2 separate regions of the Arabidopsis thaliana genome follow, and region 2 is linked to region 1. Evidence: chromatin contacts called from public ChIA-PET data. All regions are on one chromosome and are shown on one strand. Each heading gives the region's core, a stretch centred on a gene start, on an enhancer-like site or on the middle of the called end of the contact. The rest is flanking DNA. Distances are from core to core; before and after follow the strand shown.

The links. ChIA-PET counts read pairs in DNA pulled down with a chosen protein or histone mark.
Region 2: an H3K4me3 ChIA-PET map of shoot shows a contact between it and region 1, with 10 read pairs. The contact joins the promoter of DGD2 here to the promoter of TRM15 in region 1. A contact is called at or near these places in 3 of 26 Hi-C or Micro-C datasets (root, shoot and vegetative nucleus) and 1 of 2 datasets of contacts at active chromatin or transcription factors (shoot).

The regions. Positions count from the first base shown.
Region 1 is chr4:190,447-197,236 of TAIR10.1, reverse strand. TRM15 (GPI-anchored adhesin-like protein, putative (DUF3741)) reads right to left here and starts at 3,709. Exons shown (of 7, transcript NM_116269.4): 1 at 2,570-3,709; 2 at 1,926-2,118; 3 at 1,766-1,836; 4 at 322-1,675; 5 at 116-246; 6 at 1-7. The coding sequence starts at 2,061.
Region 2 is chr4:237,592-244,381 of TAIR10.1, reverse strand. DGD2 (digalactosyl diacylglycerol deficient 2) reads left to right here and starts at 3,803. Exons shown (of 5, transcript NM_116279.5): 1 at 3,803-4,144; 2 at 4,344-4,650; 3 at 4,821-5,087; 4 at 5,268-5,617; 5 at 5,712-6,427. The coding sequence starts at 4,363. The coding sequence ends at 6,228. It overlaps AT4G00560 (NAD(P)-binding Rossmann-fold superfamily protein), which reads left to right and starts at 1,885. Exons shown (of 5, transcript NM_202762.2): 1 at 1,885-2,351; 2 at 2,480-2,639; 3 at 2,736-2,923; 4 at 3,227-3,357; 5 at 3,441-3,748. The coding sequence starts at 2,115. The coding sequence ends at 3,247. It overlaps NAD-ME2 (NAD-dependent malic enzyme 2), which reads left to right. Exons shown (of 19, transcript NM_116281.4): 11 at 27-125; 12 at 304-369; 13 at 460-532; 14 at 612-698; 15 at 785-839; 16 at 965-1,036; 17 at 1,123-1,185; 18 at 1,282-1,396; 19 at 1,494-1,921. The coding sequence ends at 1,565.

The sequences.
Region 1 (6,790 bases), core at 2,460-4,959:
GAGAGGTCTGTAGAAAAAAAGAAGCAGCAAAACCAATTTAAGTCTTCCACCATTTCCTCATTTTAAAGTCCATACAAAAAAGGTAATGTTCTAGGGGTCAATCAAAATGACTTGCCTGTTTCGAGTTTATACTATCTCTCTGTTCATCCTGAGCTTCAACTTTTGATAAGTCACCAATCAATGTAGAGCTTGCTTCCTCTGGAACTTCATCTAGCTCATTGGGAATCATCACATCATCTGCAGAACCTGGAAGAAAGGTTATAAAATAAATTATTGTTACTCAAAACAGAGAGCCTTACTATGAGACAGAAATATTATTACCTGCAGAAAACATGTTATCTTCGTTAGCAGTTTCATCCTCAATGTCAACACTTTTCTCATTAGGTTCACTTGCGATTGGTTGGATAGAATCATCAGGTTCTTTGCTTAGATTGCAGACCTGAATATCAGTATTTTCCTCTGGTTGGCTCGCATGAGTTTCTTTCTTGATGTTCACAAGATTTATGAAATCCGCTGAAGCAGACTTCTTGTGAGCAGTTGAGCTCTTTTCCCATCTTCTTCCTGGGCTGTTTAGAGGAGACAAGTACTCAGGAAAGGAGAGAATTCTCCCTAGGCTTCTTTGGACCTGTCTGCTCGTTGACTTCGAATCAAGATCTCCATTGTTTAACATCTCAGACAGATGTTTCTTGGCCTCTGTGTAAATGTTGGATACCCTTTGCTTTTTATCATCTTCACTATGAGATTTCTTCTGAGATGTTGAAGGCTTCGCCATCCGCTCGAGAAAGAAATGATCTTTAGTTTTCGGAAACCCTTCCCCAAATCCCCCGGCCGGTTGCTCCTTTTTGATTGCATGTTTTAGTTTCCTCTTGATCTCAGAAAGAAAGTAATGTGAACTGTTTCTCTCGTTCTGCAATTTGTTTCCCATCAAATGAGAATCAGGTGACGAACCACGACTATTTCCTATGTCCGGACTTGAAAAGCTAGCTGATCTTGGCTTCAGAATGAAAATCCTATCTGAAGCTTCACATTCTTCTTGTGGTTCATCTTTTCTCCTGAAAAAGCTAGACCATTTCTTATCAGCAAGAGAAGATTGTTCTGACTCAACCAAACTCAAGCTTTCTGCTCCTTTCTCCCTAGGCACAAGTATCTCTGGATCTTGCAGAAGTTTGAGAAACAATTCTTCATCTGATCCCAGAATTTGAAACACTTCCATCAAATCCTTAGATGTAAGTATTTCACTATTTCCTCTGGGACGGTTCCCATGTAAAAGCTTCTGACTGATTAAAAACTTGACCAACTCCCTCAGTTTTTCTTTGTAATCTTCGTCATTCTTTGCATGGCTTGTACTTCTGCGATGAATTTCAGAATAGAACTCTTCAATCATATTATCAATGTCAACACTCCTTGCAGACCTACGATTTCTGCGTTGAACTAGAGGCTCTTCACTGTCAACTAAGTTCATATGGCTAAAATTATCGCAGCTTTTCTTGCGAGTCTTGTTTTTTCTCCTCTGGTTTTTCCTTCTTCTTCCTTCAAGTTCAGAGTCTGACAACTGTCCTGCTTCAGCATTCTCCCTCTGCTTCTTGATTTCCTTGTCAATGGACAACTCTTCTGCTATAAGCTTCTTCACACTTGGCTTTATAATCGTTATCGTGATATTGCGTTCTTCACCAACCTTTAAACAGTTCAAGGAATTAATCCACAGGAGACTCTTAAGACAATAGAAAAAGAGTTAAGGATGTTCCCAATAAGTTTAAAAGCTTACATGGGTTTCTTGAGCATCCTTTTCGCGGAATTTGGACTTGTTAAGCTCATTGTTCTTAGGATTTCCAGAAGCTGGAACAATCAACATAACTATCAGCCAAAAGAAGTCTTTCACGATTAATGCAAAACCAAAGATGCCAGAGACTTGAGAAGGTTGTTACCATGCTTTTGGTCGAGAAGCAGCTTGTGAGCCAGTGGTCCATGGCGGAAACTAAACATATTCATAAATCCCCACATGCACCCTAACTGTTCCCTCTCCTGTCGAGCAGCAGCACGACGTTGTGTTTTCTTCGCCATGACTTTCTATACAAATGCTCCTTCCTAACCTTCTATAACGTTGCCCCTTTAGAAATGCTGAAGAAGAACAAGAAAACTATTAAGCAGCAAACTATAAGACACACCACACACAACGGTACAATAATGAGTTTCAGATATAGAAATTACAACTCCGGTAAATTCTACTTATGGACAACAATCTCAGATCCTTGAGTAACAAACAACAAGAGAACAAGACCAAAAAATTTCCACGCTTAGGAGTACTTAAAAAGAGAAGAAAGAATTAGCCTTCCTAAACACTGCAATGGAATTCTTGAGAAATAAATTAAGATAACAAGTAAGAAGTAAAGGATCCTCTACCAGTTCCCTAAAGCAAACTCCTTTTATAATTTGCTTACTTGTTCAACTAATAAGGCAAAGATTAAGGAGAACTAAGAGAACACAAAGCCTGAGAGATACAGACTAATGGAGCAAATAAGATACCTTTCCCTATTGGAAAAAGACAGAAGAGGAAAGTACAAGAAAGTACCTCTTAGATTCTCCTGAATTCCTTAAATTCCAAACTTCATACAAGGGCAACAGCGATTGTAGCTAGATTTCATCTGCTTTGCTTACGTTTGAGCAAAGCCATAGAAAAATCCAATATATATAAAAAAAGTGTTGCAAGTTGCAGCAGCAGAGGTAAATTCCAAAACTTTCTTTCTTTTGATACCAAGACTTAAGGTTTCTCCTGAACCAGCTCTGATCGCCGGACAAAACGGTAGAAGAAGAAGAAGAAGAAAATTGAGATTTCTTCAAAGCCAAGGCCGAGAGAAGAGAATGAAGAAGATTAAGCAAAATGATAGCTTATAAAGTTGAAAACAGAGGAAAAGTTGATGATCCAATCTCCAAGCCACATTGTTTCATCTGACAACTTTTCCAGGTTCTGTCTGATAAAAACCCCCCCAAGCTTCCGTAATCATACACGATCAAATCAACAACAAAGGCGGAGAAAAAAGGATCATAAAAAATGCATCTTTAAATTTCCAAAGTTGATGAACAACCCAACCCAATAGAATAGAATAAACCTTCTTCTTACTGTTCAACATTCAAATAAAAAAGAGATCTTTTTTTCCTCATTTCTGTGTTGGTGGGCATCTTTTGACAAACAAGAGAAAGAGAGAGATAAAGATTAAATTTTGTTTATCTATCGATGACCGACAAAGCCATTAGTTCTCTGAATTGGGCAAAGGCAAAGAAAAAGTGAGAGAGAAATGGGAGAAAAAATCAGAGTAAAAAAGTGGAAAACTTTATGCCAATTTGACAACCACAACGTCGTGGCCTTTGCTAGCCTCCACAGGAGAAAGAAATATAAAGAGAACAATCACAGTTGGAAAATGGGCCCATCATCTTCTATTCCTCTCTACAGAAACAACAGAGGAGAGAGAGAGAGAGAGAGAGAAAAAGTTAGAAGCTTTACATGGAAGAAAAGTATTTTGCAGAGATTTTTTCAACAGCCTTCATCATTAGCCTCACCGGTAAATAATTGATCTCTCAAAGCTCTGAATTTGAGACATGGCAGTGACGAGGATTGTTGTCTGCGAGCATGAAAGCAGAGAGAAAAACAAAATGGGCTTGTATGAATAAAAGTGAAAATATAGGGGTCAAATTGTAACGTTTAGAGGAAAAAGGTGCAAATAGATAAATTATAAGAATAAGTGAAAGTGAAACTATAGGGGTCAAATTGTAACTTTTTAGAGAAAGAGGGTGCAAATAGATAAATTATAAGAATTGAGTGGGCGCGGCCAAAGAGGAGAGACGTAATTGGTCATTGGTGCTTTTGCTTGGCTGGTTATGGAATATGGAGAACACGTAGTATTTGAGATTATTACACCAAATGCGATTGTTTTCATTGACCAAGTCATTAATCTAAAGTTAACGACGACGTTTTGTCATTCTCTTAAGGAAGAGTTGTGCTTTTCTAAACCATGTCCGAAAACCGAGTGTAACCAAAACATTAGCTAGAGTTCTTGTTTCAACCGTCGATTATAGATATAATATTTTGTTGTGACTCGTGTGCATATATTGTAACGTCACGTCAATCGTCTCTATCTTAACTCGAGTTTGAATCGCAAAAAAAACTTATATATGATATTAAATACACAAATAGAACTTTACAATATCAAGAAACTATTTATTTGTTTGAATCTAATCAAACAGAGCATAATTGAATGTTAGAACTCGTACTTAAAGTTTCCGTTAAGCAAAATGTTGTTATGTGGGGTTTACTGATAAAGCCAAGCACTTTATGGTACAACAGAAATAATTAGCTAGCATTGTCTGATTCATGTGGCATAGCAATTAGCAAAAGTCGAAACCATTTGGTATATATATCAAAATTTAATCGAATAGATCTTGACCATGCTCAGTTACTTGAGTTGAGTTTTCTTTAAGCAACTTAATTCAGTCAGGGACGGGACCATAGTTATACATTTACATACACAAAACACACATAGTTACCACTTATCTATCAATAGCACGCGTACAAACGTATACACTATTTTATAGTATAAATTAAGATTCAGAAATTGATACAAACGTGTCATTGTTTTTTGAGGTTGGCACTTATCGACCGACAAATAGATATTGACGACATAAACTCTCTCCCACTGAGGAATTGTTTTTTTTTTTGGGTACAAACCACTGACGAAGTTAGTGACACTGTAAGCAATTTTTCCCTTAACGTGGAGTTTCTAAGCATCTAAACCGTATTATTATCACAATTTATATCATTTACAATTTAATGGTGACCGAACTGTACAATGCGGTGCGTTTCAAATAGTGCAAAATTCTCTGCATATATGTATAAGCAGGCTCGGCTTAGAGGCAGTGCTAAAGCACTGGATCCACCATTTTTTTCTAATTTTAACAAGGTTTTAAGATCTAAATTTTTTGATATTTTTGCAATAAGGGTCCAAAATTTTAAAAGTTTGTAACTAACACTTTAAATTTTCTGAAAACAAAAATTTGAGCACAAGGTCCAAAAATAATATGAGCCGACCTGTGTATAAGTATATATTTTCGTTATTATTTAAACCGGACCGCACTTAATTCGCAATTAAACTTCACGTCTCCATTCGGACCTATAAGGTCCTTGCAAAATATTGTGATATATTATTGCAAAATATAGAAATCATTTTTGCAAGTGATATATTAAAAAAATAAATCCAAATTATCACAAATAAAAACTATACATGCTAAATATATTAAATATTGCAGTTGAACCTTTAAAATTATTTCTTAGTTAAAATCTATTGAACTTTAGGAATGGGTAGGATAATAATAGTAGTTGAGAATCATGACTACCATAACTACTAACTAGTTTGGGTCAATGGACTTTATCTTGATGTTTCACCTACACATCAAAAACCATCGAAGCTTTAATCTTTTAAAAGGTTAAAATACATCATTAAGCAACTTGACAGGACAATCTTGGTGATTGCTTTACAAATCTCAAAGACGATAACACATGAATTTTCTTCTTTCACTGTAATTGTTTTTTTCTTAAAATAAGGTTTAGGCCAAAAGCAAATCTAACCAATATTAAAAAAAAAAAAATTGCTGAAAAAGGGCAATGGATGAGTTGTTTTACCTGACGGATAAGCAACATTATAGTAGCCTTAATCATAATGTTGGGCGTAATTAAATATATATGTGGGTTAAGAATTTTCTAAACCTGTCACTTCACTTTAGTTACTAATTTTTAGTACCCTAATTTATTCTTGATATCAATGCTTTAACAAAATCCCATATGCATAGTAACAAATTGGTCCCAAGCCTAAACTCTCTCCGACAATGGGCCTCAAATCCCTGCTGATGGATTTAGCCTTTACCTGTTTAAAACAATTGAACAAAAAGCCTTGTTGTTGGAGAGAGTATGAAATGTATAAGTAGTAACCTTTGGTATCAAGCAAGCATGAGAGAGTATGAAATTTCGTCTTGCTTGCTTACTGCTCTCTTCTTTAAGGTGCTCTGTTCTGATTTCACTCTCTTCCAACATCCCACATGTATATCTTTGGGGATGAAGATGTCCTTAGAGCTCCCAACTTATGTGCTATGTGACTGTAAATGTAAGGTTAAAGGATCAAAAGAGTACCGAGCAATGCTACATACTTTATAGGTAGCTACACTTGTCTTAAATTCAATGTAAATAATTATAGAAAGGTTTTGCTCCGCAAATCATTTGCACATGTGCTGTTATCTTTGCTTTAGGATACCTTAGCCGCTAGACCTTGCTTGCTGCTGATGCAAGTTGTCGTCTCATGCCGTAAACTAAAAACCACATTAACTGCTGAAATTATAGCTTAAGAGTCTGGTAGTTCAAAGAGATGGAGAAGAAAATGAAGTAAAACAATGTAGAGTTTATTGAGTATATACTACATGGACCGGTTACTTCAGCTTATTGGTTAACCTGATCTTGGTTCAATGTTCACATTTAATCTTTAAGTATATAAGCTCAAGTATGATTACATTTCGCTTTGTAACAACATTTTGGATTTAATAAAGTTCCGTCATAAACTCTCTCTTCCCCGGTCTCCAATCTCCGATATCGAAGTTTCTTAGAGTTGTTAACAAACTAGATACATATCACTAAATATTCTGATTAGCATTATAAATTCGATTATTAATGTGTGGGTTTAAAATAAAAAATGGCCTATAATTAATCTAGTGTCTGACTTTGTTCTATGTATAACTTTTTTTACATTCATAG
Region 2 (6,790 bases), core at 2,554-5,053, 47 kb before region 1:
TGAAAACGACTTGATTTGTACTTCAGGGTCTTGTCACCACGGAGAGGACAAAACTTGACCCAGGAGCTGTACTTTTTGCCAAAAATCCAGCTGAGATACGCGAGGGAGCAAGTATCGTTGAAGTGGTAAGCCTAAGCCTTATTATTGCGTTCTTACTTGCCTTGGCCAATATTAAACTTTGACTTAATGTGCTTTCTCTACTACATCCTAAAGCAACACAGGATAACCATATTTTTTTACTGTCCCCAAAAGTTAGACATAATCATATGATAATATTTCTGTCTAAATATAATATGTCTTCAGGTGAAGAAAGTGAGGCCACATGTTCTTCTTGGTTTATCTGGAGTTGGTGGTATCTTTAATGAAGAAGTATGTGACTTTCTTAGACAACAAATAGTTTCAAGAAGTATGAATTTTAACTGTTTTACTTATATCGTTAACTGGTTTCAATCATCAAAGGTTCTCAAGGCGATGCGAGAATCTGACTCATGCAAGCCTGCCATTTTTGCCATGTCGAATCCCACTTTGAATGGTTTGTGTGTTTTTAGCTTAGCAAAGTAATGTTGTTCCATCTTTGAAAAATCTGCCCTGAACATCTTTTCGTGTGACAGCCGAGTGCACTGCTGCTGATGCTTTCAAACACGCCGGAGGAAACATTGTCTTTGCAAGTGGAAGTCCATTTGAGAACGTTGAACTTGGTATGTTATGGTGGGATTCATTGATGGTCTTTGTATCTAATTTGCTATAATCTAAGAATAATCACATTTTCTTGTCCCACTCGCAGAGAATGGTAAAGTAGGACATGTGAATCAGGCTAACAACATGTATTTATTCCCGGGGTTCGTTTTCTTTCTTGAAAACTGTTGAACTGTATTGCATTTCAATCCATAGATATAGTTCACTGTGTTGCATTTCAATCCATAGATATAGTTATCAGAATTAATTTGGTCATTATCGTTTCCAGGATCGGGCTAGGGACTCTTCTCTCTGGTGCACGTATCGTAACTGATGGAATGCTACAAGCAGCTTCTGAATGGTAATAATGATTGCGTTTTGTTCTCTTCAAATTTTAAAAATGAGCTTATGACAATGCTGACGATTAACATATTCAAACATACACAGCCTTGCGTCCTACATGACCGATGAAGAAGTCCAAAAAGGCATCCTTTACCCTTCAATCAACAAGTAATTCCTCTAAATCCCTCTCATTCTTATCCGTTGATTATATTTTAGTATATTAAAACTGTTATCTGAAGCAATTGGTTTCTGAAAAAATTGCAGCATCCGACACATAACAGCTGAAGTCGGGGCAGCTGTTCTACGAGCTGCGGTGACTGATGACATTGCAGAAGGACATGGTGATGTTGGTCCCAAAGATCTCAGCCACATGTCTAAGGTATGAATCAAGTAACTGAGAGATATATTTGTATCAGAACATGTATAAGGTAATTTAGAAAATGGAATCTAATTGCTTCATTTAATGCCACCAACAGGAGGATACAGTGAATTACATTACACGCAACATGTGGTTCCCTGTTTACAGCCCTCTCGTTCACGAGAAATAGACAACAACTCTATATAACTCTTCTCAGGTTTCATAGAAAGCCAAAAGACAAAAAATCTTCGCTTCATCTTTTATTTGTGATCAACATTCTTTTTTTCTTCAAAATGTGATATGTTTTAAGAAAAACAATGCCAAAAAGAGGGCTTAAGAACAAGAACAGGGTTAGTTCTAGGTCAACCTGTACTTTTCCTTTTTTTTTTTGGACATTTTTCCAACTTCTTACGATTATTTCTGATGATAATGATTACAACTTTATATACTGTTTTGGCAATAATAAGCCAATAATGATATCTTTCTTCTACATTTTCCTGCTTTACCATTTTTGTTCTGATACCAAAAGGTTTAAATGGTTTCGAGATTCAACCAACTTTGAAGAGTTGTTAATGCAGTTGCAGAAGCATGTTAACCGAAAATCATTCCAAACCGGAGAATATCAACTCGAACCAGAATACCAAACCGGAAATTCCAACAGTGATCGTGCTATGTTTAAGTTAAAATTTAAATTAAGCAAACACCGGAGAGTGATTGGATCGGGGAATTTGGGAAAAGTATGGAGAAGAAGACGAAAGTGCTAATTGTGGGAGGTACTGGATACTTGGGTCAGCATCTTCTTCAAGCTTTCGCCGGCAACTATGGCGGTGAATGTGAGCTATACGACGTCGCTTTCACTCACCATTCTTCTCCACTTCCCGCTCGTTTGCTCGACGCTTTCCCTCATTCCCCCGCGTTTCCTGTCGATCTTAAATCCGGTCTAGGGCTCAATTCCATATCCCAGGACTTTCGTCAGGTTCCGATTTCGTAATCTCTAGCTCGATTAATGTTCTTTCCTCTAGGAATTGCTTGGTAAATGAACATGTGAATCTGTGTATTAGACTCTCTGGTCTGAAAAGCAACACTTTGTTCCATTGATTATAGCCTGATGTGGTCGTGAATTGTGCTGCTCTGTCTGTCCCACGAGCTTGCGAGCAAGATCCAGATTCCGCCATGTCCATCAACGTACCTACTTCTCTTGTAAACTGGTTATCAAGTTTTGAGACTAACAAAACCTTGTTGATTCATCTCTCTACTGATCAAGGTTAGTTGCCAATTGCATTAGCCACTGTTATAGTGTTAATCTCATCATGAGTCATGACTTATGCTTTTGCACTTGGTTTTCATGTCTCAATTTCAGTTTATCAAGGTGTCAAGTCTTTCTACAAGGAAGAAGATGAGACTGTTGCAGTCAACGTTTATGGGAAATCAAAAGTTGCAGCAGAGCTTCTCATCAAGGATAAGTGTCAAAGCTTTGCAATATTGAGAAGTAGTATCATCTTTGGTCCTCAAACTGTATCACCTCTCCCCAAGACTCTCCCAATTCAGGTGCTTCTTAACACAATTTCTCAGAGATATATATACACACTTGAGTTCATTGAGTTAGCCATGAAACTGGTCGTCTTTTATGTTTTAGTGGATTGATAGCTCCTTAAAGAAAGGGGACACGGTAGACTTCTTCCATGACGAGTTTCGTTGCCCCATTTACGTTAAGGATCTTGTGAATATCACTTTCAAATTAATAGACAGATGGGTCTCTGGTAGATTCTTTTTTACTGAGTTTCATTCTCTCGCTCTGCATCATTGTACATAAAATGTAGAATCATAACAACATGTTGTTGCTGCTTTCAGATGATAAACAGATGCGGCTAGTTCTGAATGCTGGTGGACCCGAGAGGCTATCTCGTGTTCAAATGGCTCAAATGGTTGCAGAAGTCAGAGGATACGACCTGTCCTTGATTAAACATGTGTCTGCATCATCGGTATGTATGAGGCTTTCACAAATGAATCTCACTTGTTGAATATTGCAGATCAGTCACTTAATGAGTCTCAGCTATTTTGTCAGATTGATCGTGGCGTAGTGTCACCAGCAGATATATCTATGGACATAACTAAACTGATTCATACACTTGAGCTCTCTCCAACTTCTTTCAAGGAAGGTGTTAGGTTAACGCTTGACTCTGAATCTCATTCTCATATGCTCCCATGATAGTATTCCCTTATGTGCTCTTCTTTACCACTCTGCTTCTTTCTATGGAGAAAAATCTCGGTTTGAGAAAACCAATGTAAAACGGTTGATATGGTTTCGGAATTAAGGTTTGGTTTTCAATCAATAATTGTGGGATTGAAACGGCACACAGTTTGAGTAAGCAATGGGCTTGTCAATAATTGGGCCTACCCTATAACACTGGTCAAAGCCCGGCGTTCTTAACTTTGAAAGTGAAACTTGATGATGTTTAAATGTAAAAGAAACGACACGTAGTCTAGACACGCAAAGTCGTTTTTAGATTCTTCTTCGTTCTAGACTTGGCGGAAAAAGAATGTTGGAGATTGGAGGATCCTGCGAAGACCAACCAGTCTGTTAATTTTGTATAAACAATGAAACGAAGAAGATCTTCCGAGAATATTCTCTCCTTCTCACGCATACCCTAGAATATTGTTTCGTCTCTCTTCCTTCTACGTTTGCTTATTTGCCCCAACTCGACGCGAATCATCAGCTTTTATAAATTCTGTCAACTCAAAGATTGTTTCTGAATTGGAATCTTACAGGTATGGCTTCATTTTTTTTTTTTTTTTTTTTTTTTGATGTAATCGAAAATCGCTTGAATCGTGTGAAAAGATTGTTTGAATTTGCAGAAAAATTAAGAATTTGTAGTCGAATGTTATCCTTATTGGGAAGATGCAATAATCAGATCAAACTCAATTACAAGAATCTATTGGTTTACTCTTTTTGTTTGATAATTTGTAGAGGTTTAGCTTGAGATGATATGACTAATCAGCAGGAGCAACACATTGCGATATTTACAACAGCTAGTATTCCATGGCTTACGGGAACTGCTGTTAATCCTCTCTTCCGTGCTGCCTACCTTGCAAATGATGGGGAAAGACGGGTCACGTTGGTGATTCCATGGCTGACTTTGAAGCACCAAAAGCTTGTCTACCCAAATAGCATCACTTTTAGTTCCCCGTCAGAGCAAGAAGCTTATGTCCGCCAGTGGCTTGAGGAGAGAGTCTCTTTTCGTTTAGCCTTTGAGATACGTTTCTATCCTGGAAAGGTATGACTCTCAAGAATCTTCTTTTGGGTACCAAACACATACTGCTTCCTTTCATAGAGTCGATTGTTTCATTTCCGTGTGATATAGAGTTGAATTCTTCCATTTCTTTTACGTAGTACTCTGTGACTGTGTTGTGCCAACCTTAGCAATTCAAATTTATCTTATGGCAGTTTGCTATTGACAAAAGGAGTATTCTTCCTGTTGGGGATATATCTGATGCCATTCCTGATGAAGAGGCAGACATTGCTGTCCTCGAGGAGCCTGAGCATCTCACATGGTTTCATCATGGCCAAAAATGGAAAACTAAGTTCAACTACGTCATAGGAATCGTACACACTAACTACTTGGAATACGTTAAAAGAGAGAAACAAGGCCGTGTCAAAGCATTTTTCCTCAAATACTTAAATAGTTGGGTTGTTGGCATTTACTGCCACAAGGTAAACTTCTTTCTTCTTTACAGCCACTAGGACATGATAGAGTGATTGCTCAATTATGTGAATATATCCAATGGCTGGGTTTAATTTGAGAATCAAGACAGTTTGTTGGAATGTGACCACAATTATGGCCGGTCCTTTTGATGTGAATCAGGACTTGTACCAATGATGTTACTCCTGCAGGTAATCAGGTTATCTGCTGCGACTCAAGAATACCCTAAATCTATAGTCTGCAATGTTCATGGCGTCAACCCTAAATTTCTCGAAATTGGGTTGAGAAAACTAGAACAGCAGAAGCTCCAGGAGCAGCCCTTCACTAAAGGCGCATACTACATTGGTAAGATGGTCTGGAGCAAAGGGTACAAGGAGCTTCTTAAACTACTTGAGAAACACCAAAAGGAACTTGCCGAGTTAGAGGTTGATTTATACGGTGATGGAGAGGACTCTGAAGAGATCAAAGAAGCAGCCCGAAAACTCGACTTGACGGTTAATGTTTACCCAGGACGTGATCACGCTGACTCGCTATTTCACAAGTAAGTCTCTAGTTCTTAACAGCCTCAAGATTGATTGATTTCCTTGCAGTCTATCGGATTCTATACCTTAAACTTTTCCATCTTCTATTTTCAGCTATAAAGTGTTTCTCAACCCCAGCACGACAGACGTTGTGTGTACAACAACTGCAGAAGCCTTGGCGATGGGAAAAATAGTAGTATGCGCGAATCACATATCGAACAAGTTCTTCAAACAGTTTCCCAACTGCAGAACCTATGACGATGGACAAGGTTTTGTAAGAGCCACGCTCAAGGCTCTTGGGGAACAACCATCGCAACTTACAGAGCAACAAAGGCATGAACTATCATGGGAAGCTGCTACACAACGGTTTATAAAAGTCTCTGATCTGAACCGGTTATCAAGAGCTGATTCGAACTTGTCAAAGAGAAGTGTGTTTGCGTCATCTTCGATTAGTGTGGGGAAAAACTTGGAGGATATGTCAGCGTATATTCATTTCTTGGCGTCTGGATTTGAAGCTTCCAGAACAGCTTTTGGTGCTATACCTGGAAGCTTGCAGCCCGATGAAGAGTTATGTAGAGATCTTGGTTTGTCTCTCAACACTCCTTCCCCAAATACTCGCAAGCAAGATTGACCTGTTTTTTAATTTATCTTTGTCTGCATATCATTGGGATATTTTTGTGTATAAATCAATGTATACTATCTGAATCATTCTATAGCAGCTTTGGTGTAATATTGATGATGAAAGTTAGATTTTTCATCTTGTGGAACATGTATGATGACACGAGTCTGAATTATAAAATTTAGTATATGATTCCATTAAAAGAATCAGAAGCTGTACATATCATTTCGAATTCGCATTTGTCCACTTATGTGGCCAATTGCTCATATTAGAGCCATATCTAATTGCTAATAAGAAAACCATTTAACATATGAACTATGAGTAACTCGTGTCCTGTGCATTAATGGTTTACTTTTCATGGATTTTATTTATGCATACCATTCACTTTTCTTCTAATAAAGATCTTGTGAATCTTTTCTATTTTGCTAATATTTTTGTTTTTATTATCAAAAAGATAATATAGAATCTTAATCCCACAAAAAAAACATTTACCAAGAAAAAAAGTAATTAAATATTAATATTTTAGAGAGAAAAATGGACTAGAGAATCTCTTTATGCATAAAAAAAGATTTTT